Regions from separate parts of the Mus musculus genome. Here regions 1, 2, 3, 4 and 5 are each linked to region 6. A link is a contact called in public HiChIP or PLAC-seq and promoter capture Hi-C data. All regions are on one chromosome and are shown on one strand. The core of a region is the stretch at or near the end of the contact, and the rest is flanking DNA. Distances in the headings are between cores, read along the strand shown.

What was found. Promoter capture Hi-C pulls out the DNA fragments that hold promoters and counts their contacts. HiChIP or PLAC-seq counts read pairs in DNA pulled down with a chosen protein or histone mark.
Region 1: a contact with region 6 is called in a promoter capture Hi-C map of pre-B cells. The contact joins the enhancer-like site here to the promoter of Mycn in region 6. A contact is called at or near these places in 9 of 39 promoter capture datasets (the HPC-7 cell line, HPC-7-derived erythroid cells, cranial neural crest and 5 more), 7 of 484 Hi-C or Micro-C datasets (the AML12 cell line, cerebellar granule neurons, embryonic cerebral cortex and 3 more), 9 of 115 datasets of contacts at active chromatin or transcription factors (astrocytes, embryonic basal ganglia, embryonic forebrain and 6 more) and 1 of 9 other capture datasets (adipose tissue).
Region 2: a contact with region 6 is called in an H3K4me3 HiChIP or PLAC-seq map of forebrain, with 6 times the contacts expected there. The contact joins the enhancer-like site here to the promoter of Mycn in region 6. A contact is called at or near these places in 10 of 39 promoter capture datasets (the HPC-7 cell line, cranial neural crest, frontonasal cranial neural crest and 6 more), 1 of 15 datasets of contacts at CTCF or cohesin (pro-B cells), 2 of 484 Hi-C or Micro-C datasets (the G1E-ER4 cell line and embryonic fibroblasts) and 10 of 115 datasets of contacts at active chromatin or transcription factors (the 230-238 cell line, astrocytes, embryonic basal ganglia and 6 more).
Region 3: a contact with region 6 is called in an H3K4me3 HiChIP or PLAC-seq map of embryonic basal ganglia, with 7 times the contacts expected there. The contact joins the promoter of 4921511I17Rik here to the promoter of Mycn in region 6. A contact is called at or near these places in 14 of 39 promoter capture datasets (the C10 cell line, the HPC-7 cell line, HPC-7-derived erythroid cells and 9 more), 1 of 15 datasets of contacts at CTCF or cohesin (large pre-B cells), 7 of 484 Hi-C or Micro-C datasets (DN3 thymocytes, the N1E-115 cell line, Sertoli cells and 4 more), 19 of 115 datasets of contacts at active chromatin or transcription factors (the 230-238 cell line, CD8 T cells, VIP interneurons and 14 more) and 4 of 9 other capture datasets (adipose tissue, embryonic stem cells, embryonic trunk and 1 more).
Region 4: a promoter capture Hi-C map of pre-B cells shows a contact between it and region 6, with 6 times the contacts expected there. The contact joins the promoter of Cyria here to the promoter of Mycn in region 6. A contact is called at or near these places in 6 of 39 promoter capture datasets (cranial neural crest, frontonasal cranial neural crest, hippocampal neurons and 3 more), 3 of 484 Hi-C or Micro-C datasets (LSK cells, cardiomyocytes and uterus), 11 of 115 datasets of contacts at active chromatin or transcription factors (astrocytes, embryonic basal ganglia, embryonic forebrain and 7 more) and 1 of 9 other capture datasets (adipose tissue).
Region 5: a contact with region 6 is called in a promoter capture Hi-C map of hippocampal neurons, with 4 times the contacts expected there. The contact joins the enhancer-like site here to the promoter of Mycn in region 6. A contact is called at or near these places in 3 of 39 promoter capture datasets (the C10 cell line, hippocampal neurons and pre-B cells), 1 of 484 Hi-C or Micro-C datasets (cortical neurons) and 3 of 115 datasets of contacts at active chromatin or transcription factors (embryonic forebrain, forebrain and large pre-B cells).

The regions. Positions count from the first base shown.
Region 1 is chr12:12,300,614-12,304,722 of GRCm38.p6, reverse strand. It overlaps Cyria (CYFIP related Rac1 interactor A), which reads right to left. Exons shown (of 12, transcript NM_001146119.2): 2 at 401-542. Among named protein-coding and RNA genes, the nearest start is that of Gm34407, 13 kb to the right of the region's middle. Within about 2 kb of position 2,747, at least 114 of the 459 cell types and tissues checked have an H3K27ac peak or open chromatin away from gene starts, as enhancers often do. A contact at or near this core is called in the HPC-7 cell line, adipose tissue, liver and 2 more, where this site is marked.
Region 2 is chr12:12,354,875-12,359,574 of GRCm38.p6, reverse strand. It overlaps Cyria (CYFIP related Rac1 interactor A), which reads right to left. Exons shown (of 12, transcript NM_001146119.2): 4 at 1,409-1,530; 5 at 257-362. The region is part of intron 3 of 4921511I17Rik (RIKEN cDNA 4921511I17 gene); the gene reads left to right. Among named protein-coding and RNA genes, the nearest start is that of 4921511I17Rik, 35 kb to the left of the region's middle. Within about 2 kb of position 3,349, at least 37 of the 459 cell types and tissues checked have an H3K27ac peak or open chromatin away from gene starts, as enhancers often do. A contact at or near this core is called in astrocytes and forebrain, where this site is marked.
Region 3 is chr12:12,390,710-12,394,746 of GRCm38.p6, reverse strand. It overlaps 4921511I17Rik (RIKEN cDNA 4921511I17 gene), which reads left to right and starts at 2,272. Exons shown (of 5, transcript NR_045829.1): 1 at 2,272-2,328; 2 at 3,659-3,771.
Region 4 is chr12:12,260,763-12,265,176 of GRCm38.p6, reverse strand. Cyria (CYFIP related Rac1 interactor A) reads right to left here and starts at 3,000. Exons shown (of 12, transcript NM_001146119.2): 1 at 2,939-3,000.
Region 5 is chr12:12,220,840-12,225,218 of GRCm38.p6, reverse strand. No RefSeq gene overlaps it. Among named protein-coding and RNA genes, the nearest start is that of Gm40838, 14 kb to the left of the region's middle. Within about 2 kb of position 1,683, at least 54 of the 459 cell types and tissues checked have an H3K27ac peak or open chromatin away from gene starts, as enhancers often do. A contact at or near this core is called in hippocampal neurons, where this site is marked.
Region 6 is chr12:12,938,920-12,943,383 of GRCm38.p6, reverse strand. It overlaps Mycn (v-myc avian myelocytomatosis viral related oncogene, neuroblastoma derived), which reads left to right and starts at 1,548. Exons shown (of 3, transcript NM_008709.3): 1 at 1,548-1,748; 2 at 2,898-3,774. The coding sequence starts at 2,991. RefSeq lists an enhancer at 749-777.

The sequences.
Region 1 (4,109 bases), core at 1,498-3,997, 640 kb after region 6:
GGGCGTCAACTGTGCTTCGTCTTAAATGGGTGATACAAGGGGAAGTAGCTGAAACTCCAACTCTAATAACTCCTTCCCAGTGCATCAACCCCCCTGCTTCATGCCTAAATATTCCAGACACCCAGAGAGGAGCAGATGCCATTGAGGATAGAGCTAAAAAAGCCCAGAGGCCTCAGACCACTTCCTAATCACAGCTTCCTCAGAATACATGTCAATTCTTGTTTATGTCCCTTTTCATTTGGTTTTTCTTGAGACATGGTGTTAGGAGCCCCAGCTTCTAATCAAAGATGACAAACCAAATTTTGTACAGACAAATGTCGCACAAACCTGCACATTACACGCACCCCTCTGAAATGCTGGTTGCCACTCTCAGACATCCTCACACACAGCAGCTCATTACCTGGAAATAATCTCCAGTGGGTGTGTGTCACCAATCCAGACTGAAGGGACAAAGCAGAAGAGCAGCTATGAGGCCACAGGAAAGAGCTCTCCAAATCAAGTCTGTGGTCCCCGAGGGTCTCTGTCCTTATGGGAGTGGTGCTCTGTGGAAATCAAATCAAGGTTGTGTTACTATGACAGGCAATTTCTAGGCATGCTACCATCACAGTGCAGTTTTAAAGCCAAGCACAGAAAGTCCAAGAATTGGGAATGGGCGATGTTAAAAGACACCTACAAGATTAAACTTGCCCAATCCATTCATTCTGTAGTCGGGGAAACTACGGCTCGAAGGAGAAAACGGCATCTCTCAGAATCATCAACTTGGGAGTCAGATCCAGCCTGGGAATTCTGACTCTGGCAACTTGAACTTTTTTTTCCTTTTTTTTAATTAGGTATTTTCCTCATTTACATTTCCCAACGCTATCCCAAAAGTCCCCCATACCCACCCCCCAACTCCTCTACGCACGCACTTTTTGGCCCTGGCGTTCCACTGTACTGGGACATATAAAGCAATGCAGCCTCATGGTCAAACTGACAGAAGAGTGGCTGCTGGCTCTGAACGGGAAGTCTTTTACTGTCTGTGTGTATGCATACACATGAGGACACCTGTGTGCACAGGTGTGTGTGTGTGTGTGTGTGTGTGTGTGTGTGTGTGTGTATACATGTTTGTGGAGGCCAGAGGTTGACATTGGGTGTCTTCTTCAGTCAGTCTGGCCCTTAGATACTGAGGCAGGGTTTGTCACTGACCTCTCAGCTCACCTAGTTGGCTAGTCTCTCTATAGTCAGCTTGCCCTGAGGATCCCGTGTGTCTGCCTCCTGAGCACTGGGATTGATGAGGTCACAGTGCTTGTGCAGCCGAACGTGAACACTGAAGATCTGAACATAGGTCTTCACACTTGTACAGCAAGCATGTCACACACTGAGACACGTTTCAGCTCCCCTTTAAAAGCAGAGTTCACACAGGGAGGTGATGCTTTCCACAGACTGCGGTTTTTGTAGCTTTTATGGTTTTACCATGAAGAGACTAAATTGGTAAAACAGTCCACTGCAGCTATGTGGCTGGGATGGTGCCCATGTTTCTTGTTATAAAAATATTGTTATGAAAGACTGTGAAACAGGGACACAGCAGTAGGTGGCCTCTGCTTTTTAGTGGCAACAATTCTCTCCCTCTCCCTCCCTCTCTCCCTCCCTATCTTGCAGAAGAATAGGGAAAGTTATGGACGTGTTCCTTGAGTACCAATTCTTAAAAAGATTTTCTGACCTGCCAGTGAATTTGACCAGACACCCTTCTACACAGAAAATGGGCGGAAAGAAGCCGTGCAAGTATCTAGCACCTAACATTTGCTAACCAAATCCTATCTGCCAGGCATACCATGTGAATTCTACACAGATGTTTCCCCAACTTGGCTTAAAACTGTCCTAACTAGGTACCATGAACTCCACTTGTCCAAGCAACCAAAACCATGAACTTTTTACAGCTACATCTGCTGAGGCATGAAGAAAGTGCACTGTAGAACAAAAGATGAGTCCAACCTGCACAGGGTTTCCTTGAACACACACACATGCAAACACACACACACACACACACACACACACACACACGCAAACACACATAAACACACACACACGTACACATACATTGCTATAAAATATTGTTATGAATGACTGTGAAACAGCGACACAGCAGTAAGTGGCCTCTGCTTTTTTACAGACACACATGCATACACACATATATATGCACATGCATACTCACACACAAGCAAGGAAAGAGGAGGAAGACTAACTGGGAAGAAGAGAAAAAGGAGTGTCACCAGTAGAGGGAGGGGTTAAGAGAAGGAAGCAAGTATGGTCAAAAGTTAAAATATGGAAAAGAAAGAGAAACAGGGCCGCACCTGACTCTCAGATCTTGGTGTCCATATCAACGGAATTACAGTTATTGGGGTGAAAAATCAAAAGTTGTCTATGTAGTCATTGTCTTCCTCAAATGTAGGACACAGTGCTTTGGAAGCTGCCTGTGTTCTAAAGACAGGGAGGAGTATTCTTACTAGGTTCTGTTTGGGACAGGGTGGAGGGGATTTTGAAAGCCAAGGGTGACTGCCCAGCTCCCTGCCTGCCTGCCTGCCTGCCCCAGGAGGCTGGACTCCTAGCCTCAGCTCTGAGCAGCTGCAGCCAGAGGGCACCACAGGAAATTATGATTATCAACGCTCTGGGCTCTGTTCCTGTTCTCAGACAGCGGGGGACATGCCAGGAGAGATGGGGTGGGGGCGGAGAAAGAGGAAGAAAAAAACAGGAAGTGAAGTGGGGGTAGGAAATGATAGAGAAAACAGCTACTTTGAAACGCCCTCTGTGAGAGAGTGTTTTCTGAGCAGACTTGTGGAGCTGGGACCTGTGTTTTTGGAAAATAGGGTGTGGTGTAAATGAGGAAGAGGGTCCTGTGGGTGGGTGCCCATAAATTTTATTTCCAGCACCACAGCCTGGCCTTTCCAACACAAAGCCGGGTGTAAATGCTAAAGAAAGTGAATTTCCAAAGGGTTGGAGGACAAGGCCATCTCCTCTTGGCAAAGCCTGAGAGATCAGGTGAGCCATGGAAGGTTCTAGAAACAAAAGAGAAGCTGTTGAGTCACCAGAGCTTTCCCATGTCACCACCATCTGTTTTCTCTCTCAGCCACTTTCAAATTACTAGTCGTTCAGAAGGCCTAAGTGAATCTCATTCACCCAACGTGGATGGGCTATCTTCATCCAGATAACCCAGAGGGTCTCCACGGCATGGCTAAGACCCTGCTAGGATGTCTCCTACCCATTTTGTTGACTTTGATACTCACAGAGGCCTCCAGAGCTTCCCCATGTCCAAATACACATCATTAAACATGACATCACCTGCTGATGGCTCAACCACCTCACAAAAATAGCTCTATTATATAGAGGAGGGTCAAGAGGCCCACTGCTCCCTGAGGGACTGTTGGTAGCTAATGGTTACTGCTGAACAACTGTCATCCAGTCACTACTGAGGTTGTTCATGATTCAATAAATGACACCCCCCTCGTGCTCTTTATAAAGAACCCTAATTCAAACCAGGTCTGTCTCTGAATCTCTCTGCCTGACTCTCTTTCTGTTCCTCTCTGTCTCTGTCTCTCTGTCTCTCTGCCTGTCTGTCTCTGTCTCTTTCTCACACACACACACACACACACACACACACACACACACACACACAGACTTAAGTTTTAGCATTTCTCTTTGTTCTCACACGGCACCATGACTGAGCAGAGAATGCAGAACCCTTAACAAACAAGGCGACATGTTCTACCACTCCTTGGTTTCTCCTAATTGGCTGTGCATCAGCAAAGCTAATAAAAAGTACAGTCCAGACTTAGAGAAGGCACTTCACTGGGAAGCTTGTGTCTCTGTGGCTTTTGTTGCCATCAACCTGGCTTGGATCCATTGGCTAGCATTTGGGTAACAAGGGGGACTGAGTGCTCTCATTATGGCCCCATCGCCTCTTTTTTTCCCTAGATATGATCACAAAGACCCAGTGAAAACTGTTTCAAGGTCTAACAACAAATGGCCTTCTGGGAATCTGTCCTGGATGCTGTAGATCATTTTTTAAAATATTCAAACAAACATGGAATAACACAGAGTAAGCCTATCTGTGTAAGGAATCCAAGCTCTTTGAA
Region 2 (4,700 bases), core at 2,100-4,599, 590 kb after region 6:
GGGCACAGTGACAAAGTATCAAGAGAGCATGAGCCAGTAGAGGGCCTTAGTGTGCCCATCAGTCACTTCCAGAGAAAGCATGTGGTAGATTCAAAGAAACGGGAATGATAGAAATTGCTCATGAATTATCTCATAAGATATAATGGCAGTCCATGACTGTGGGACATATTCGGACACGTAGAGCTGTTTATTCTACACTCTCAAATGGCAAAGAAAGAAGTCCCATGTGGACCATGAAAACTGTAAGTATACTCACCAAGACGGATGGAGAATTCGTAAAACCTCTTCAGCCTCACCACCAGAGGACACACTGCATTCCAAGCCTTCTCCTGAAGTTGAATGTCATTGGGATTTTGAATTGCCTACAGGAGAAAAGGGGGGTGGTGGGGAGTTTTCTCTTTAAGAAAAGCAATAAGCCCATGTTGAAGCACACTCAATGATTTTAGTTTAAAATATGCAATCCCTGGTGTGCTTTGAGAATTAGAACCACCTCAGTTGACAGTGGTTACCTGGGAAAGAGCCCAAAGAGCCCATTTCTGAAGGCAGTTTCAACAATTGAGCACAAAGCATGACCCCAGGAGGTCATGTCTCATCTTTGCTGTGTTCTTGGGTAAAAATATAATGGAAGAGACTTTGCTCTCTCCATTAGCACTTGATTCATCTAAAGGCTGTTTATTATGAGGAGTAGAGGCTGTAGCTGTTGTGCTTGTTCTATGATACACACTCTGTTCTTGCCAGTCTATAGTAATATCTACACTTAAGGTAACCCTGAAGTAGACAAGCCACATCTTAATAGACCTTTTCCCAGTAGCATCCTGACAGTGGTATGCTCTCATGAGGATGGTGGCAGAGGCAGGATAATTCTCATATATATGCATCTTCCTAAATACATAAACACAACTTGCTCAATCCATACACTGTCACTCCTAAACAACTGGTGTGCTTGTCCTTGAAGAAGACCATTTGTCTCACTCCGTATGGCTATTATTTTATTTATTTATTTATTTATTTATTTATTTATTTATTTATTTAATTTTTATTTAGTTTTTTCTCAGAAGACAAGAGCAAGATACTCGCCTTAGAGCAGGTGGTTTCTGGTTGTCACGTGACACTACTGGAATCACAAAGTTTTGATTGTACATGTTACCCTGAATCTCATGACTCAGAGATTCACGGGCTTTGTGTCAATATTACCCTTACAGGAACCAATCTGCTGGTGTTGTTGGTTAAACACGGATGTCACATTATTCTACTTTGCACTCTAGGAAGTACTAAGGCTATTACTTAATCATCACACATGTGCATCTCTGTCTCTGTCTCTCTGTCTCTGTCTCTCTCTATCTCTGTGTGTGTGTAAGAACTTTCCTTCTCGAAGGGTTTAATCAATTCAATATTCTCATGGACTTACATCTCGGATCTCTGGTCCTGCCCCTTTGTAAGCCTGTAAGTCTGTGAGGATGCTCTCAGAATCCTGGAGGACAGCACTGATCTGGTTCCATATCTCTCGCTCTCCTTCTGTAGGCTGTGCATCTAAGTGACAGAGAAACCAAGAGAAACAGAGGCTGCTGTTTACAAACAGCTCTCAAAGGCAGTACACGATCACTGCTATCAGTTCTCCCTGCAGCTTTGGAAGTCACCCTTGTAACATAACAAGCTGTTAGGATTAGAAAATGAATACAACTTCTGCCCAGGACTTAGTTCAGAGCACTCAACCATCCTTTTGTACACATGAAACCTAGTATGACCAGATCATCCTAAGTGTCCATTTATTAATTAACTTGTACAAACTGCATTTCTGTACATGTTATGTGAACATTGGGTAACAGGCGGAGTGAATGTTTGGGGGGGGGCAACTTCTTTTTATTGAACTTTTCATTGTTTACCCTTCCTTAAAACTATCACTCTCATTGTTGTCAAATATACGATATAAAATGTACCACCCTAGCCATTTTTAAGTGTAGAGAGCAGTTGTACTGACAAAGGTGTGAATTGCCCCCACCACACAGCTCCATAGCCCTCCTGACCTTGCAAAGCCAAAACACTGTGTAGTGTATGCTTTTTAACAGGAAAAAGTGCAGGATATTTCCATCATTGAAAACCTGCAGACTTGAGTATAAATTTTTTTAAAAAGGAACCCCTTTTATTCATATTATTTTATTTTATATATTTATCTATTTTTATACTTATACACATTTATATTCTGTATATATATATACATTTTTGTTACATATATTATTTTTATATATTTATCTACATATTTTTATATACAAATCAACCTTAAAGCTTACATAATTTGGAAAGGGTGTGATGACTCAGAAGGTAAAGGCACTTGCTGCCAAGCCTAATGACCTGAATTTAATTGCCAGGAAGCGCAGAGTGGAGGAGGAGAGCCAACGCCTGACCTCCTCTGACCTCCACATGTATGTCATGGCACACCCTCTCCCGAATAGATGAATTTCATCACCATCACCACATCATCATCTTCATCTTGGGTCATTAATCCTTGACGGCATGACAGCAGCATATCATTCCAGAACTCACCAAGACATCCCAATCTATTTATACATCCCATACAAGACCTGGCAAGTGTGTACTCATCGGTTCAAGGGAATACTCTCAGAAAAGAAAATCCATGAGAGTGGGAGAGGATAGTCTGAAAGAAGACAGTGGTCCACAGGAGTACACAGGAGGTGTGCACAGGAGTTCCTCAGCAAAGACACTTAAAGAGTGCTGTCAAAAGGCCTGTTCTGCTTATCTTTGGTCTTGACAGTGTTACCCACAGAAGTGTGTGTGATGTGTTTAGGTTCACATAAGCAAAGGCAGCTCTCTGATAGCCACACAGTGCTGTCTAAGCTCTGCAGCCAGTTCTCACTCTCTGGCATCTCTGGAGCTCTTGCAGGTTCTAACTCCCAGAAGCATTTCAAGGAGGCTGTGGCAGGAGGCCAACAGTGAAGAAACATGCCTTTCACTGCCCTCAGAATTGCGATCAGGCCAGTTTCTGTAAAATGATGTCACTGCTCAGGGAGAGAGGGAGAGACATCAGGTCATGGAACTGTTTCCTGGTATTTAAATCCTGAGACACAGGATGTTGTCAGCAGATTTCACTGACAGAGTGACAAGGACAAAGTTGTATGAAGCCTGACACTCCTCTGACCGAACCTCCATTTTATTTAATCTTTCTACAATACAAAGGCAGATACTCCAAACATGTGAGATGTCGTAGTCACTAGCGGGACCCTGGGGTGGCAGGAATAGCTTTATAAGGCGGCTGATGGTAAAGCGAGCCCTGGCTGAGTGTGTGAGCAGACTGAGCGCAAGGGGGGAGTAGATGCCAGATAAGCCCAGGAAAGCTGCAGTCAAGCCCATGAGGGATGACACCCGCAGCGACTTGAGTCTCGGCCTAGTCTATTCAACTACCAAAGACAGAGTAACTGGTGGTTTCCATGGAAATCAACAAAAAGAAAAGAAAACCCATATACTAAGAGGGGGCTACTTGGAAAGAACTAAAGGGGTTAATGGCAGTGGGAAAGGAATAAGGAAGGATAATGGGGGTGTTATGACCATAATACACTGTGGGTATTATGTGCATGTGTGAAGCTGACATATGAAAAAGAGCAGTAACACCTGAAAATAACACAGAAAATTATAAACTCTCACAGGATTTCTGGACACTGGGAAAAATGTTTTCTCGAAACGAAACAACGTCACTTATGAGGAGGTACGAGGTTCAGGCAAGTTAGGAAATGATGAATGCAGTTGGGAAGGAACTGGAGAAGGCAGGTGTCTAGAATGGTGGCACAGGTGAGAGATAGAGGAGGTACATCTACAGGGAGAGAACAGGGCAGCCAAGGTCCTGGAGGTAGGAAGAAACACAGATGGGCCAGAAGGAGAAGAGGTGTCCGGCGTGATCAGAAGCTGACTCAGGATACCACGGGGAAACACCCAATTTCTCCTGTCTCGCCCAGTATATCTCACAAACACTGGGTAAATATCAGGACTGATGTTTCCGAAAATTTGAATCACTTCATATGTCCCTTATTGCTTCCCCAAGGTGTTCTCAAAGCAATAGGGATTTCAGAAAGAGGGAGCCTACACATCTATGAACTAGGAAGCCTGTCACTGCAGAGAGCATGTCGGGGGTAGCTGGAAGTTTCCACATTGCAATAGTGGCAGGGAGGAAAACCCAAGGGAAAAAAAAATCAAACCAAAACAAAACAAAACAAACCAAACCAAAAACCCTACAAACCAAATAAAAATGAGCCACTGAGGGGTGGAGAGATTGCTCAGTGGTTAGAGCACTGGTTGTTCCTCCAGAGGACCTAGGCTTGATTCCCAGCTCTCACACAGTGGCTAATTATTATCTGTAACTCCAGTTCCAACTGATCTGATGCCCTCTTTGGTTTCCTTGGGTGCCAGGCACATACATAGTACAGAAACAAACATACGTGTAGACAAAACACCCATACATATGAAATTTAAACAATGGACAATAGAAAAACAACAAAACAAAGAAAAAAAAACAAGAAAGACTCACTTATCCAAATTCAGGAACGTACTGTGTATATATAAGGTAAAAACAAACAAACAAACAAACAAACAAACAAATAACAAAACCCTCCAAATGACGTATTTAGAGAAACGCAAAATAGAGACTGTGCCCAAGATTCTGAGGTTCAGATAATTCAACAGAATTACACAAC
Region 3 (4,037 bases), core at 1,023-3,522, 550 kb after region 6:
TTGGAAACTTGGGAACCATGAGTGGCCATGATTTTGTGGATATTTGAGCAAGAAATGTAGAATGTAATAATATCCTGAGGTATGTAATATGATGTAGCTGGATAGTCTATATAGTCCGTCAGCCATGCATTGCTTGCTTGGTTGATCAGCTAGGATGGCTTCTCAGTTGACTTCAGAAGCTGGACAACTTCATCGACGTGCTTTTGGAAGACAGTCACACATCATCATTCCTGTCCTGGCTATGGCTAGTCTCATGCTACAGCAAGCCGAGAGAGTAGTGACACAGAGACGTCTGCTATGCTATCCTTTACGTAAAGCTTTTGTGACCTCTAGGTCACATTTATGGAGAATGACATGCTGTGCTTGTTGATATCTTTTTATCAACTTCTTACAAGCTAGTTACCTCAAACGACAGAACCTTGATTAAGAAAATGCCCTCATCAAACTGACCTGTGAATAAGTCCTTAGGGCATGTTCTTCATTAATGATAGATGTGAGAGGGCCCAGCCTACTGTGAGTAGTGTTAAGGCTAGATAGGGGTTCCTAGGCCATATAATAATAAAATAATAATAAGACAACCATCATCATCATCACCACTACCATCATCATCATCATTTGAGCAAACCACAGGGAGCAAACAGCATTTGTTTATCTGTGAGCTCTTGCTTTGGTTCCTGCTTCCAGGTTCCTGCCTTGAGTTCCTGCCCTGACTTCTCTTCATGATGAACTATAAGGCACGGGATGAATAAACCTTTTCCTTCTAAGTTGCTTTTGGTCATAGTGTTTTATTACAGAAACAGAAAGCAAACCAAGACAAGTGCTATAATTTCCCTACATTCTTGGGCAGAGAGCAAATTGGGTTAAATTTATCATGGGTGATTCATATATTCATTTCCCATTGTGTTGAATGAAGGGATCCAGAATTCAGTGCTTGGACAGAATCATAGACAGATACATAGGTAGCTGGAGCTCCTTGAGGGGATATCTCTGTCAGCAAAGTGCTTGCCTTCAAGCAATGAGGACTTGAGTTCAACCTTCGGATCCTTAAAAAAAAAAAAAAAAAAAAAAGACAGGAATGGTGGCATAAACTTATAATCCCAGCACTGGGGAGGTGCAGATAGGCAGATGCCTGGGGTTCACTGGCCACTCATACCTGGAGAGTTCAAAGCAAACAAAAACAACACCCCACCACCACAGACACACTTGCACACACAGGGCAGTGCCTATGGTTGTCCTTCTGCTTTCACATCCACACGCACACACATAAGACAGTGCTTCCATCCTTGAAATGTTGCAGTAGCTGTTATCTGTAAGATGGCTACGAACAGAGCAGATGCTTCTGCTGCCGTGGAGTAGAGCTCTTCAGGAAACAGTCAAATGGCCACATCTCACTGTTAGCAGCACAGAGACGTAGCAGAGATCAGAATGAAACAATCTAATACGACATCCAGTATTGTTTGATGAGCAAAGTGTTGGGGTGGGGGTGGCACGTTTTTATGTCTGACAATAAAAATGTAACAAAAAAAATATTTAAATTCCATGGCAATAGAGTACAGTCACTGGCTCTCATCCAGTTTCTAGACATCAATCAATTCGCAGACTTAGAACCCACTAATTAAAGTGAAGTCGTGGCCTGGAACTCAAACTCTCTTTTTTAAAGACCTGATGTAATTCCCTCTTCAGGAATCTTCAAGGGGCCTGTGGCCTGGAGTGCCTATACTCAGGCATCTTGAAAATTGTTAAGCCAGTGGTTCTCAGCCTTCCTAACGCTCATTTAATACAGCGCCTCATGATGCGGTGACCCACAACCATCAATTTATTTTTGTTGCTACTTAGGGACTTTAATTTTGCTAGTGTTATGGATTATAATATAAATCTCTATGCTTTCTGATGGTCTTAGGTGACCCCTGTGAAAGTGTCATTCAACTTTCAAAGGGGTCCTGGTTCACAGGCTGAGAAGCGCTGTGTTAAACGCTATCTCTCAGTTGGTGCCGATTCTCGAGCTCCCTGGTAGCTGCAGAATCTTCTCATTCACCGCAGTGCTTCCGGTGAGCACAGGACAGCCGAGGGCTTCCGGTGAGCAGAGGACAGCCGAGGGCTTCCGGTGAGCAGAGGACAGCCGGGGGCTTCCGGTGAGCAGAGGACAGCCGGGGGCTTCCGGTGAGCAGAGGACAGCCGGGGGCTTCCGGTGAGCAGAGGACAGCCGGGGGCTTCCGGTGAGCAGAGGACAGCCGGGGGCTTCCGGTGAGCAGAGGACAGCCGGGGGCTTCCGGTGAGCAGAGGACAGCCGGGGGCTTCCGGTGAGCAGAGGACAGCCGGGGGCTTCCGGTGAGCAGAGGACAGCCGAGGGCTGAGCTCCAGTCTGACCTTCATGGGGCTCAGTTTGAGCAGGAACTGCCTAGTGGTTATCCCCTTCTTATCTTGAATTTAAAATTTGGCAACTAGGGACTAGAGAGGTGGCCCAGCTGTTGAGACTATTTGATGCTCTTGGAGAAGACCAGGTTCAATTCCTGGCAACTACATGGTGGTTCATAACCACCACTAACTCCAGATTCAGGGGACTGATGCTGTATTCTGACCTCCACAGGCACTGAACACATATATTCATGTGCGTACATACATGAAGGCAAAGCACTCACATAAAATAAATAAATCTAGCACTTAAAAACAAAATGACTGCTGGCTCTCTAACCCAAGGCATGAGGATGAATCTTGTAGAGACAGACAAGTAGCACGTTTGTAACTTTCCCTACCAGACAAGATAGAAAGGAGAAATACTGCCGCATAATTGCAGGGATTTATGTCACCACTAAAGACCTGAAGAAGGAGAATAGGTGTTACCCACCATATGTTCATTTAATTCAGCCAAACTCTCAGCTAGTGCACATCCATTGAACTCATCAGAACTCCTCTACAGAAGTCAGATGGGTCATGAACAGCTTCATGATGTGAATTTAGGCAGATGTTGATTGCAATTTCAGTCACTGTCCCTCGTGTGGCATTGTTATTGCAGTGAATCAACAAAGCTCCTAGGACACAATGTAAGACTATTGACAAAGACAATTCCTTTATCTCCATAGCAACTTGCAAGCACTAATACCATTAGTTGTCCTTTGTTTAGCATGGCCAAAAATAGGCTGTCGCAGTTTTGTGACAAGGCTATATCTGTTCTCCAGTCTGCCAAGTCACTTGACATTCAGCCAAACATTATACCAGTCCATTCTATTGGTAACTCTGTATTGATTAGATCTTGTGGTATGAAAGTAGTAAGTATGTTTGGACACTTAGTAAGACACGTGAAAACTGGTAAGTAGAAATAAAACTTATAAAAAGTCCTGGGCCACTACCTTGAACTTTAAAAGTGTTTTTCTTTTAATCACTATGGACCATGTCAAAATACCTACTTTAAGCAAAGAGAAGTAGAGTCACCTGTAACACTATAAGACTGAAGGTAAAAAAATTACAGGCTCACCAGCAAATTAACATTACAGTAAAAAATATTCCCAGCACCTTTTTCTTGTGATCCAACAAATCGAACCGTATTTAATTAATTGATTAATTAATCAACCTCTCCATATTGTCCTGGCTGTTCTAGAACACTCTGTAGAGCAGACCTGCCCCTGAACTCACAGAGATCCATCTCCCTCTGCCTCTTCAGTTCCAGGAATAAAGGCATGAGTCACATAGAAGAGAAGGAAGCTCTAAGGAACTTCTGAAAACCACCCATCACAGGATCACAGCAGTCTTGCAGAATTTCGAAACAAGGCTTTGGTCTGTATTGGGTGTCATTTTCCTTTTGAAACATAGCTTCTGGTTTGTTACTGGATCCTGGTAGAGACCAGGTTTCTTGTAGCCATGGGATGTTAGATAAGCATGAGATTGAGTTTGCCACTGTCAGCTAAGTACTGCCTCAGAGTGGTGCCCAGCAGAAAGTTAACAACAACAGGCCATTGTATAATTGAACAGGTTTGCACAGCTCTAGAATGTTGCGGCCGCCAGCAGCTCGCAACGTGAACGGTTCGACTGATATGGCTACT
Region 4 (4,414 bases), core at 1,751-4,250, 680 kb after region 6:
AATGAGGGCCTTTCAAGATGACAGTAGTTGGTTAGTTGTATTTCAGTCACAAAGCGAGGCTACCTGATCAACCCTAAGGGATGATCTGACTAAGAGCCATCTCTGAACTCCACACCACCTTTCCCTTTGTCAAGACACTGCTCTGACTGCATGACAAAATCTATTTCCAGGTCTTCCTTTTCCACCAGACCACATTTTTAGGAGGGGGTGTCATGTCTCTGAGATCCCTGCACTGTACCTGGTACATAAATATGAAGCGTATAAGTAAGACTCCATGAAGACTCCACAAAATAACTTGAAAAAAATGCCACTAGTCTTGAATGATTATGACTTAAAATCCTAAAATTTTCAACCTGCCAACAGTGGCTCAGACATCTCTTTAACCTAAGATCTCCCAAGAAAACCTAAGGTGCTTAAGGTCTTTCAGCCTTCCAACGATTCAAATCATAGCAGGTAGTCTAATCCATTTCACTCTAAAAGAAGAAGCAGCACCCAACAGGAAAGATAAAGATGCTTCAAGTCTATTTGAAAGATAGAATGAGGTCCATGTGAGTGAACTGACTTCCTCTGGGTCAACAGCTGACCGAGAGGCTGTTGATACCCTTGTCTGTACATGTTGCTCTAATTCAACAAGCCGGAACTTTGCCATACAAAGGGGAGAGAGAGAAAATGCAAGGAAGAGAAAAAGAACCAGGAAGGGAGGAGCAGCTTCACCGCAGACTGTCGCGAACAGGGGACAGTGGGTGACAGATTCTATGGACTGGGTTAGCTCTCTGGGAACTCCTTACTCAGGGCTGGCTCTCTGTCCTTGAGTCATCCGGTTGCATCTAGGCCCTGGGAGCATAAGCAAAAGCAAACTGAATTCCTCTCAGTGCTGAGTAAAAACAGGAAGTCACAAGTGGCTTCACTCTGCTCTCAACTTGGGTCCCCAGCACTTGGGGTTCAGGATGTCCAAAGGGCATGGGAGGCAGCATGTATTGCAGGGTTAGGGGACTGGAACCCTTCCTAATTACTTCCTGGTGCAGGGAAGTCCTTTAGGAGACGGATCTGGGAGCACAGCAGGATGGGAGGCAGAGAGACCCATGTTTCAGCTCTGTGACTACCCTTCATTGATCAAATCTGAGAGCTGACTGTGTGCTCACATCAACAGGAGCCCATGGGAAACAGCTCACTTGCTCTGAGATTACTTACCTCAGATGCAAAGTGAGAGATGGGGGCTACCCTTCCCCTAGAACACTAGCTCCCCAGTGAGCTATCACAAGTGTTTGACATATCCAGAAGGATGCTACCAAACGGGATGCTACTGTCCCCTCCTCAAAGCTTGAGAGCAAGAAAGTGCATGGTAGCTTTATCCCACCCCTGCTTGTTCAGTATTCTCTCCTCACAGGAGCTAGGGGCCCACAGGAGGTGAATTCTGCCAGCCCCCAGCCTGGGCCCAGTGCCCATGTTTATGACTGTTTATTTCAGAGCAAGTAGAAAGAAGAAATTAGAGCCATAAAAGACAGGACAACAGACCAATAAAAACCAGCTCCCAGAAGAGTCAGGGGGAGGAAGAGGCAAAACTGTCACCATAGCAACACAAGACAGTCAGAAACAGGCAGGAAAAACAGCCCCTGGTCTGCCTCCTCTCTTCACACGAAGCCCTCACAACCAGTGTGTGAAATTTAGTCTGACTGGGAACAATCCTAACAGGCTGGTCTTCCCAAAGCTGAGGCCTGGCTAGGAGCCACCCTCCTCTTGCTGCTATGCACAGGTTCTCAAACTGCATGGTGCTAACCCAGCTTTCCCTGAGCCCTGGAGACTCAGCACTGTGCAGATAGCATGGGACAATCTGGAAGAGGTGATGATTGGTCAGAGTAGGGAAAGTTTCTAATAAGAAAACCACTAGGCTTCAGGGGAGCCCTATGAGCCTGGGGTTCTCTAAGAAGTAGGCAGGTAATCACCCGCATAGGAGGAGAAAGCATGCCCAGAAAAACTCAGAATGGTGGTTCTATCAGTACTGGACCCTTCCTCTTCCAGTAATGGCTGACAGGATTCTGGGGATCGTCACAGAGATGTAGGTTGGGGGCGAGGGTGAGAGCTTTAGCAGATTTAAATGGCAAATGCCCTAGACCTCGTCTCTGGGGACATAGGCCAAGAAGTTTAACAGCTTGGAAAAGGAATAGGGGACAGGCTGGCACATTTTTGTCAAAAGGTGTTCTTGCCAGTCTCTCAGCTGGCAAATAAGACAGGTGTGTCTACAAAAAAGCATGGCTGGCCTGAGACCAGTGCCTCGGGAAGTGGGTCAAATTGTTCCCGAAGCTCCAGCTTGGAAAAGTCTCCTCCTGCTGGACTCTAGTTAGGAGTTCTGGCATGAGGGGGAGTGAATACCGCGGAGGCGAGGAGGTCCTAGGCACAGCAGTTTGCCTGCTGGCTAAGCACCTCTGTGGCAGGTGGCAGCAAAAGGGTACAGGTGTGCAGGGGCCAGAACAGGCTTCATCCACGCTTGGGGCTACAGAAATATGGGGAGCAGAGGCATGGCCCTGGCAGGGGAACCCGGAGGAGGTAGATCGCGGGTCTCCTGAAGAATAGCTTTGGAGATGAAGGTTCGGGGGAGGGGCGGGGGGGTGGCGGTAGGGGTGGGAGTGGTTGAAGGGTGAAGGGACTCTTCTGGAAAAGAAATAAAATCAGGAGAGAGACCCGGAGAGAGGGAGCAATGGACGCACAGACCTCTGTGTTCGGGAACCAAGAAGAACAGTTCAAGACCGAGTCGTGAGCTAGCTGCCTCCCTCCCTCGCCCGGGGCTGCAGGGCGTCGCGAGCCGGACGAAGAGAGCCACAGTCGCCCCGCTCCACCAAATCCGGCGCCCGGGAGGCCCTTGTGCCTCCGCAGCGCCTTTCCCTGCCAGTCCCAGCCCGCGATCCCTGCCGCGCCCCAGCCGAGTCCGCACCACGCTCACCGGAGTCGCAGCCGCTGTCGCCGCCTCGTTCCTGCTCGGCCGCCCGCTCCGCTGCTGTGGATGCCTCTCCGGCGGCAGCCTCAGCCCGAGAGTCGACTTCCAGCCCCGCCCCGCCCCGCCCACGGCCCGCCCCACGGCCCGCCCGCCCCTCCCTGGCTTTGGAATCCCACCCTGCTGTCACCCGGAGGGCCGGTTCACTTCTAGCCAGGCTAGGCACTAGGATCTGCACCCAGGAGTTAGCACTGTACCTCCCAGCTAATGTTAATACTCTCTGCCTGGACCACTTGTCTTGCTATTCACTAGGAGGCCTAAATTCCTTCATTACCCACTTTTCCCCTCAGACAAACAAAATACAAACAAAACACCCCCAAAGACACACTCTCCATAGGCCACTGGCATACACTCACACTGATACTAGTGCTCCCCCTCCCTGGCCCCAGGTTACTTTGGATGGTGAACCTGCTTGCTCTCACACTTCCCTTGCCTGTCCTAGTAACACACGCCTAGCTTTAAAGGCCACCGTTATTGAATGTGATCCCAAAAAATGTCTTCCCAAATGATGCCTAGCCTATGAAATGCAACGGTCTTCTAAACAGTGAATTTAAAATTCTGCGAGGTAAGGAGAAAGTAGCTTACAGCTCTCATTGTCACAGATCATTGTTTTAAAACATCTGCCGAGGAGGTTTTGTACAGAAAGGGAGATTCCGGAAGCCCAGAGGACCGAGCTGTGCCAAACAGGTTGTGAGTCAGAGCCCCTGTATGTGTGTTTGCCTTGCAGATACCTAGGTTGGCTGCTCTTTTTCCCAGTCAGCCAACCAGAGAAGATCATTATACAATTTATACAGTATTAAACCTTCACAGTGTGTCAGGCCTTGTGCTGACAGCCATGGCTTCTTTGGGTAGTGAGTTTGTGGGTTGGGAACAGGAGGAAAAGCCTGGGGCTCCAACAGTGGAAGGTGCTTCAGGGAGAGCATTGCTCTATCCCCTTGCTTGAGGCCAGTATGAGTCCCCATGACAAATTTACTCCGCCTAAGTCTCCTGAGGCTCTTGATAGTCTGCGTTTCTGACAGGCTCCCAGGAACTGCTTAGCAGTAGAGTGTTTGGTTCAGTTTTGGCAAGAATTCAGACAGGATCTAGACAGGCACAGTCTAGTTAGAATAATATAGTCTCCTACATGGAAATGGTCCTTGGGTTGCATAAGTTTCTCAAGCTCCCTGCCCCCCACCTGTACTCATCTTATTTTTTGTCCATCTGAAGACAGTTTATTTTATGTTATTATGGCTCTATTAGAATTTTTCTTGCCATGACCTTAGCTTTGATTTGTTTGTCTGAAACACACAGACACAGATATACACAAGTAGACACATACACAGACATAGATACACACACACACATACACACACACATACACACACACATATACACACACACACACACATACACACACACACACATACACACACACACACATACACA
Region 5 (4,379 bases), core at 434-2,933, 720 kb after region 6:
CTTTATGGCTTTAGGTCAGAATTCTGTATGTGTTCCATATCTATTGGTTATAATACGATGCCTTGATATGTATTTACTGGGGTAGGAGGGAATAAAACAAGCTAACTAATAAGAGATCTCTTTGAATATGTCTTTTGTCACAAAGACATTGCAAATGAACTGCTAGTATGTTTACAGAGTTGAGAAGGGCATCTGTTTGAGGACATGCTCTTACAATTTGTTCCCCTCCTTTGTGTCTGCCACCTCCACTACATTTATAACATTGGTGAGTGTGTGTGTGTGTGTGTGTGTGTGTGTGTGTGTGTGTGTGTTTGTGTGTGTGTGTGTGTAGGTCACAAGTCAACATTTGAAGTCTTTTTTTATCTTTAATCGTTTTTTACAGTCCAGTCGTTGTTATCCTCCTCTCATTCTGCCCTTTGACAGTAGTTATCCTCCTCATCCCATTCCTCCTCCCCTGTCTCCAAGAGGATGCTCCTCCCCCGACATACTCACCTCCCCAGGCTTCCTCATTCCCTGGGGTCTCAAGTCTCTCAAGGGTTAGTTAGGTGCATCTTCTTTCACTGAGGCTAGACCAGGCAGTTCTCTGCTGTATATGTGTTGAGGGGACTGGACCAGTTAGTGTATGTATGCTGCCTGTTTGATGGCTCAGTATCTGAGAGATCTCCTGGGTCCAGGTTTGTTGAGACTGCTGGTATTTTTTTTTTAAGCACTTTTCACTTCATTGTCTTGTGACAGAGTCTTGCTGCACCCAGAGCTCATTGGTTTGGCTACACTGGCTGGCTAGCAAGATCCTCTGGGTTCTACCCAACATCGCCTCCTTCAAGGGCCAGGGTGACAAGGCAAAATTGCTACATCTGCTTTATATAGGTGCTGGGGGTCCCAAGCTCAGATCTTCCTGCCTTCACAGCAAGTATTAGCAGTTCTGAAGATGGGCTGTGGGCTTCAGATTTTTTTTGAAATAGAAGAAGGAGGATTCTATGATTTGGATAAGTTTCTTACTGGACTCCATGTGCTAAAGGATTGATCCCTAGGTAGTGCTAATTATTAGGAAGTACTGGAACATTTAGAAGTCAGGGCCTAGCAGTCATTTTGTAGGTCTGTGAGGACCTGAACTGGATGGGGTTGTGGGACTTTGTCCTCTGTCTTTGTGTCTTCCCTCAGGAGTTCAGCAGTTTGCTCTTCTTGCTTGCTTGTTCACCACCATTGGTCTCCAGCACAAATCAGCAGAAGCCGAAGGCAACGAGTTACTGTGTCTTGGACTGGGGACTCCCAAACTGTGGGCAAAAGCGAACCTTTACGTTTTGTACATTACTGTCTCAGGCATCTCATTATCTCGAGAAGTTGGCTAACACCAAGGTTCATAAACTTTTACCAGTTGTTGCCGAGTAACCTTTGGATGGGAGCCTTCTTTAAGGATGTGACCTCAGAGAAAGTAGTTCCTCTTCTTTTTGTAACAGGATTTCGTGATGTTCAGGCTGACCTTGAACTCCTGATCCTCCCAAGTGCTCGGTTTATAGGCTTGTGTTTAAAATTATGTCTATCTTTAAGAAAGTACAGAGCAAGAACCCAGTCAAAGGACCTGATTTGGGTTTAGAGGAACTTGGAGTCCTTCACTGCCAAGTTCTTCTGGCAGCTTAGTTACGAGTGACTCATCTCTGCATGGGAAATCTGGGTGACACACAACAGAACTACATGATATGGTTGTGAAATTGACTTTCCTCTATAGCAGGCTTCCCTGTTTTAACAATCAACTGTCACCTTTGGTTCTCATGATCCAGCAGCCATAGAGTTTTGGACACTGCTGCCCTCTACACCTGGCTTCATTCTGTGGCTGTGTTCTTCATACCAACATAGGATCTTTGTGTGGATGTGGTTACACATACATAGGCATGTGTTTGTGCATATAGGGGCACAGACCTGCTCTCTATGTGTAAGTCCCACCCCTCTCAAGGATTTGTGCTATGTTCATGTCTCAGGCATAGAGATCATTTGTCCTAGCTACCCTGCTTCCGTTGAGCACAGCTGTGATGCTGAGAACATCTGAGTCTCAACTCTGCTTTGTTTCTATGCTCCGGAGCATGTATGGGCTCCAAACTTGACCTTGGGAGACTGCCCAGCTCTCAGAAGAAGTACAGCCCCACCCATTGGGAGCATGACTCCAGCCTTAGCAGGGTCAAGAGCCGAGGAATGGCCCCACAGAGGGGGTTTGATCTAACATGCAGGGCTCCGGGGGCAGAAGCTGAAGCCAAAGTCTGTTCTGAAACACTGGTACCATTCTCTGCCAAGGGGTCAAAGGTCAAAGGGTCAAGCTGTGGTAAGGTTGGGAGTATTCTTCCGAGTCCCTGAATTCAGAATCTGTGGACATTGTTGAACTAGACTACGGAGTACAACACCCCTCCCTACGAAGTTCTGTTGGACAGACTTCTCTCACACTGCAGAGGTCACACAGTGGGCCTGTTGTGAAAGATCTTCCTCGCAAAGAGTTTATCTTGCCTGCATAGCGTGCTTTCAGGCATAATGATGGGCCACAAGATGGAGAAGGTTGCACTGCTCTGCTGGAAACAGGGGACCATAAATTGTGCAACACCAGGGTGTCCAGAAAAATGGTTTGGCTCCTAGTTCCCCATCTTCCCACCAATTCTTGCTTCCTAGGTTAAAAAATATTTGGAGTGTGTGTGTGTGTGTGTGTGTGTGTGTGTGTGTGTGTGTACAACTTGCAAATAGTGGCAATGGAGTTCAGAATAAATCATTAAAATTCCTAAAACTGGAGTTGTAGGTGATTGTGGGCCACCATGTAGGTTCTGAGAACTGAACCCTGTCTGATCTTCTGTTGGAGTATTAGTACTCTCAATAACAGAACCATCTCTCCAGGTCTACTCCCTGCTTTTGCTATGAGACTTCTGATAGTTGATATCAGAGTCCATCTTATCAAACGGCAGTTGGCTCAGACAGAGCATAGTGCTTGAAGTATGTAGGGCTGCCACCCTGAAGAGGACTTCCTTCTTGTGAGCTGCAGAGGAATGAGGTATAAGAAATTAAGGTGGAAAACACTGTGGAGTGAATGAGTCAAAACCAGAGGCTGCAGGCAGGCCTGGGACAGCACTCTGGAGCTGGTTAGCTCATCACCTCCATCTCAGTCTGGCTGGCATGGGACCTTGAGAAGTGGACAAATGGAGGGGACAGTGACATATGTTTTAGATGGCTCACTGTGGACCTGACATTCCTCTGGACTTGCAGTGATGCTTTGAAATTGGGCACAGCCCAGGGCTCTGTAAGATGAAGGTGGCTCAGAGATACAGCTTGGATGCCCCTTTTAAAAGAAAGAAATCTTTCCAGAGCAGGTTGTACCTGAGAAGGAGTGCCCAATGAGTGATAGGAGTTTTACAAATGAGTCTTTAGTCCAGCATTGCCTGGGACTTCTCCCCAGGAGTGCAGATCTCACTAATGTTCTGGTCTCCTGGGGATTCCTTTGTACTCTGCAGTCCTTGGCACTGAGTAGATCAGTATTACCTAGGATAGTTCAAAAACACAAGCAGAGAAAAGATTCGAAGAAGAGGATAAACAAGACGAAGAATTTACATAAAGAACAACTCCAAGATGACAAGAAAATATTATTTTGCTTCATTGGACTCATTATTTTTTTCTTTTCCAGAATCAGAACCTCATGGGGGCAGCAGGGAGGGAGGAGGGAGTCAGAATGGAGGGAGGATGGAGGAAGGAGGGGAGGAGGGAGTCAGAATGGAGGGAGGATGGAGGAAGGAGGGAGGAGGGAGTCAGAATGGAGGGAGGATGGAGGAAGGAGGGAGGAGGGAGTCAGAATGGAGGGAGGAGGGAGTCAGGATGGAGGGGGAAGGAGTCAGCATGGAGGGAGGAAGGAGTCAGCATGGAGGGAGGAGGGAGTCAGCATGGAGGGAGAGGGGAGTCAGAACACTTGATTCCTCAACAGAATTTTATCCTTGTCTTTCACAAAGAAAACTGCAGGGTAGAGAGAAGTGCTGGGCTGGGACCGTTGGATTGTTTGTTTTCTAGGTGCCCTGATAACTCAACTATGTGTCCTTGGGCAAGCTGCTCGCCTTCTCTGGGTCTCCCATTGCACAACCAGAAACTGGAAAGTATCTTTAAATTATGACCCTCTATGGATCTATTTTTAACAACAACAAAAAATAAACCCACACACTCCCGCACTGTCATCTTGCCATAACGACATGTGTCGCGATGCAGACTTCCCAGAATCAGAGAGAAATAGCATTTGTGAAGTGTCAGCTCATCACAAATGACTGGCAAGTAGAAGCTTCCAAGCCCATCCCCAAAACCTGCTCAGTGATGTGGGGCCAGGTTGGGCTGAGCCTGCTCTGCTGCTCTCTGCCTTCTTGCTGACT
Region 6 (4,464 bases), core at 299-2,798:
TCATTCACGGCTACTTCCTAGAACCTGCCGCAGTCCCCAGAATTATGTAGGCATTCGGGGACAGATGGGAAGACTTTCACACATGCTAATACACATTTTGACCTTGACTCTCTAGGCATTCTCTTCTTCCTCGCTGGAGGTGAATGAGGGGTGTCATTTTCAATTTAGAGGGAAATGGAGACGCTTCCCCACAAACAAGCTTAAGGGTTTAAGGATAAATCCCACCCTACTGAGAATGTGTGTTGAAAAAGGGCTTCACCCAGGGACCCAGGTTACTCCTGGAAAGTTTTGTGGGGCAAGAGCATTTATTTTTAGCCCCACATTTAGGAAACAAACCTTTTAGCATGCTTGCCTAGACAGAAGTGAGACGCTGTGGGATGGGGAGGGAGGGAAATGTGCCCACGGCTGTGAGGAAAGAATACACGCACCCTGCTCTAGTCTAAATAAGATGTCGCGCTCTCTCTGTTCACGCCAGCTCGTAAGTGAGGCAAATGGGACACAAAGAGGCCAAATTAATGATGGCTTTCCTTGATGTCACCATCCGTAGGAACTCGAGGTATACAGAGCAGTCAGTGATTTGGGCAAGGAAAGCAGCGGTCCGTAATTCAACCCTGGCTTCGGAAAGGCTTTTGTTGGGAACGGTGGGCGCGACTTCAGGGGACGTCCCTCCACGCGTTTCACAATCCCTTCCGCGGTAGCAAGGATTCGCTAATTGTCTCGCGGGGGTGGCCCCACTCGGGCTCCGAGGCTGGGCGGTGCGGCTCCGCTTTCTGCTTGGTCTCCGCGAGGTGTCGCCTTCGGCCGAAGAAAGCGGTAAGGCGCCACCCTCGTAGCCCGCACTTATTTATTTTCAAACAAGGGGGGCGCCCCTTCCTTTCAATTTGAAACTAGAAACCTCCTGCGGTCTGTTTCTACGTGGGCGCGTCCTCGGCCTCCCATTTTGCACTCCTGTGTCGCCTTCCTTCGAGATCACACACGAACAGCCCCTCGACCAGGCCTTGTTCCACTTTAGCCTGGAGCTCATCTTTCACACAAACATACACTCGCGCGCAGTCCACGCAGGGACTGGGCTAGAAACCTCTTTTCCCATTCCCAGAACACACCCAGCGACCTTTAAAAAAAAAAAAACACGGAGTGCAGCGGGTGCAAGCCAGGGGGTCCAAAAGGGAGGGGGAAGCACTCCTCGGGTTTCCCAGCTTTGCTGCTTGCAGTCTGAAAAACGAGAGGGGGGAGGGGGAGAGAGGGAGGGACGGAGGGGGAGAGGAGAGGAGGGGAGGAGGGGGAGAGGAGAAGAGGGGAGGAGGGAAGGGAGAGAGAGAGAGAGAGAGAGAGAGAGTCGGAAAAAAAGAGAAAAGCAAATGGCTTTTGGCGCGAAAGGCTTTGGCGCCTCCCCTGATTTTTATGGAAATCAAGAGGGCGGGGAAAAGCCTCTTGCCTCTGCCTTTCTCCCTCCCCCTCGTCTGCGCCACAGCCCCCTTCTCTCCCCGCCCCCCGGGTGTGTCAGATTTTTTCAGTTAATAATATCCCCCGAGCTTCAAAGCGCAGCCAGTGACAGTCATCTGTCTGGACGCGCTGGGTGGATGCGGGGGGCTCCTGGGAACTGGGTTGGAGCCGAACGAGCGCTAGCCAGGCGTAAGCGCGCACACACTGCAGCCGCCGGAGGACAACCCCCTCCCGCCGCCGCTCCCTCAGCCCACCCGGAGACCCCAGCCCCGAGTCGCCTCCGGATCCCCGGCAGTCTGCGGGAGGTAAGAAGCGGTACTTGCGAAGCTTCGAGCGCCCGGGGAACGGCGGAGCGCTGCGGCTAGGCAAGCCCCTGGACGCGGCTCCGCACCCTGCACCCAAATATGCCGGGCTTTTCTGGGGGAGGGGGTAAGGGGGCAACACACCGCGTCTGCTTCCGAAACAAAACCATCTGGGTTTTTTGTTTTTTTTTTTTTCCTGAAAAGCCTATTCAGCACCCGAAGGCACCCTGGCTGGAAGAGACCCGCCCTAATCCCTTTTACAGCCCTGGCCCAGGCAGAGAAATAGCTTTAGCGAAAAGAAATTCGCCCGGCTCCACAAGATTTGTCTGAGTGTGAGGTGACTGGGAACCGGTGCGTCCCCACCCCAAGCTGGGGTTCTCCAAAAGGTGCCGCGGGGAAAGAAGGAAAAGGGGTTAGGCGAAGCTAGGTGCCTGAGTGATAATGTAGGTCACGGCTGCTCCGGCTTAGGAGACGCGATTCTCGCCGGCGACCCTGCACCATTCCTAGGGATGGGGTTCAGCCTTTCCCCCCGCCTGTTGAAGAGGTTGAGGTCTCTGAAGGAAGGGGAATGGAAAGGGTATAGGTATAGGCAGCGATGAGTACCAAGGGTATCTGCCAAGATTGAGGCTCTAGGTCTAGGTGGAGAGGGTTGTATGTAATTGCCTGTTGTTGGTCTGACTGGAGAAAGGCCCTTAATAATTAATAAAGTTTCCTGAACCCCGTTAGCGTTTGCGCTCCCGTGATCGCATTTCTGCAAAAGGGGAATGAAAGGTACTTCAATCCCATGCCTGGTAGCTGGGCTAGAGAGCAAGGACTTCCTTTAAGCAACTAGTGCAAGTGGGGTAGTCGCGCTAGTAAGAGCTGAGATCTGCAGCTTGAACAGCCCCCCTCCCCCAGGCAGTGCCTTGTGTGAATGAAACGGCAGTTTCCAAAGTTGCAGAGAGCCACACCACCCCCTGCATCTGCAAGCCCCCTCCCACTCCCAGTCTTAGACAGCTTGTACACAAAAGGAGGGAGTAGGGGAGACGCTCAACTTTCTCCCACCTTCCAGAGCTGTGGGGAGCTTGCAGAAGAGATTGGGGGCTCCCACTGCCTGTCCCCACCAACCCACCCCTTTGGCTCATTCTCTCTTGGTTTGCCTATTGGTTGTAGAGTTGGAGGTTGGCGCGACTCTGCTGCTCTCCACGGGAAGGAAGCACTCCCCCATATTAAAAAGAGCGGAGATATTAAAAGAGAGGCGAACCCATGCCCAGCTGCACCGCGTCCACCATGCCGGGGATGATCTGCAAGAACCCAGACCTCGAGTTTGACTCACTGCAGCCCTGCTTCTACCCGGACGAAGATGACTTCTACTTCGGCGGTCCCGACTCGACCCCACCGGGGGAGGACATCTGGAAGAAGTTTGAGCTGCTGCCCACGCCCCCGTTGTCGCCCAGCCGCGCCTTCCCAGAGCACAGCCCGGAGCCTTCGAATTGGGCTACGGAGATGCTGCTGCCGGAGGCCGACCTGTGGGGCAACCCGGCCGAGGAGGATGCGTTCGGTCTCGGGGGCCTGGGTGGCCTCACTCCTAATCCGGTCATCCTTCAGGACTGCATGTGGAGCGGCTTCTCTGCCCGCGAGAAGCTAGAGCGCGCAGTGAACGAAAAACTACAGCACGGCCACGGGCCCCCGGGCGTCAGCTCAGCCTGCTCGGCTCCCGGAGTGGGTGCCAGCAGCCCCGGGGGCCGTGCCCTTGGTGGGTCGTCGAGTGCTAGCCACACCGGGGCCACCCTGCCTACCGACCTCTCCCACCCGGCTGCCGAATGTGTGGACCCCGCCGTGGTCTTCCCCTTCCCGGTGAACAAGCGAGAGTCGGCGTCGGTGCCCGCTGCCCCCACTAGCGCCCCGGCGACCAGCGCTGCGGTCACTAGTGTGTCTGTTCCAGCTACTGCCCCGGTGGCTGCTCCTGCTCGTGCAGGCGGCCGTCCTGCCAGCAGTGGGGAGGCCAAGGCCCTCAGCACCTCCGGAGAGGATACCTTGAGCGACTCAGGTAAAGCCTAGAGTAGAGTTCTTGCTAGCTCCTTACGGACTGGGAAGGTGGGGGTGCTGCGTTCCCTTTGTTATCATAGATTTGTGCGGGTGATTCTCTTCTGTTCACCAGCCTCCCGGGACAGAAGAGGCTGGAAACACCAGCTACACCTTCTCTTAAATTTGCCATCCCCTTTTTCGCGAATCCTTGCGGTAGGCATGCCCTCACTGTGGCAAAAGTTGGTGGCCAGCTCAGTCAGTCTGTGGAGTCCAAAAAACTACCTGTACAGAAATCTGTTAGTCCGTTGGAAAGGAACCTTTAAGCCAGGTCAAGGAAGGGAAAAGACTCCCTGCAAGACGAGGGCTGCACAATCCCACTTGCAAAAGTTAAGAGAATGCCTGGCAATTCCTCCCTCCCCTCCCCTAGGACTCTGAGCCCTCCGTGGGTGGTGGGCTGTTTGCGTTTGGTGCGTGGCCAGCAGGCGGCGTTGTGTCTGACGCAAGACAGGCAGGATCAAAAAGACTGGGGGTGATGGGGGCACCCCCTCCCTCCAGTTCAGCAGCTGGCAGCAAGTGCATTAGTGGTTGTGTACGTTTTCAGAGAGCCTCTTTCCGGTTTTGATTGAGTACTAGTCCCGTTGTGTTTCCTAGCTGGAATTTCTGACCTAATTGAGCTGAGTTGTGTTCCATAACCCATTGCCCTTGAAGGTTG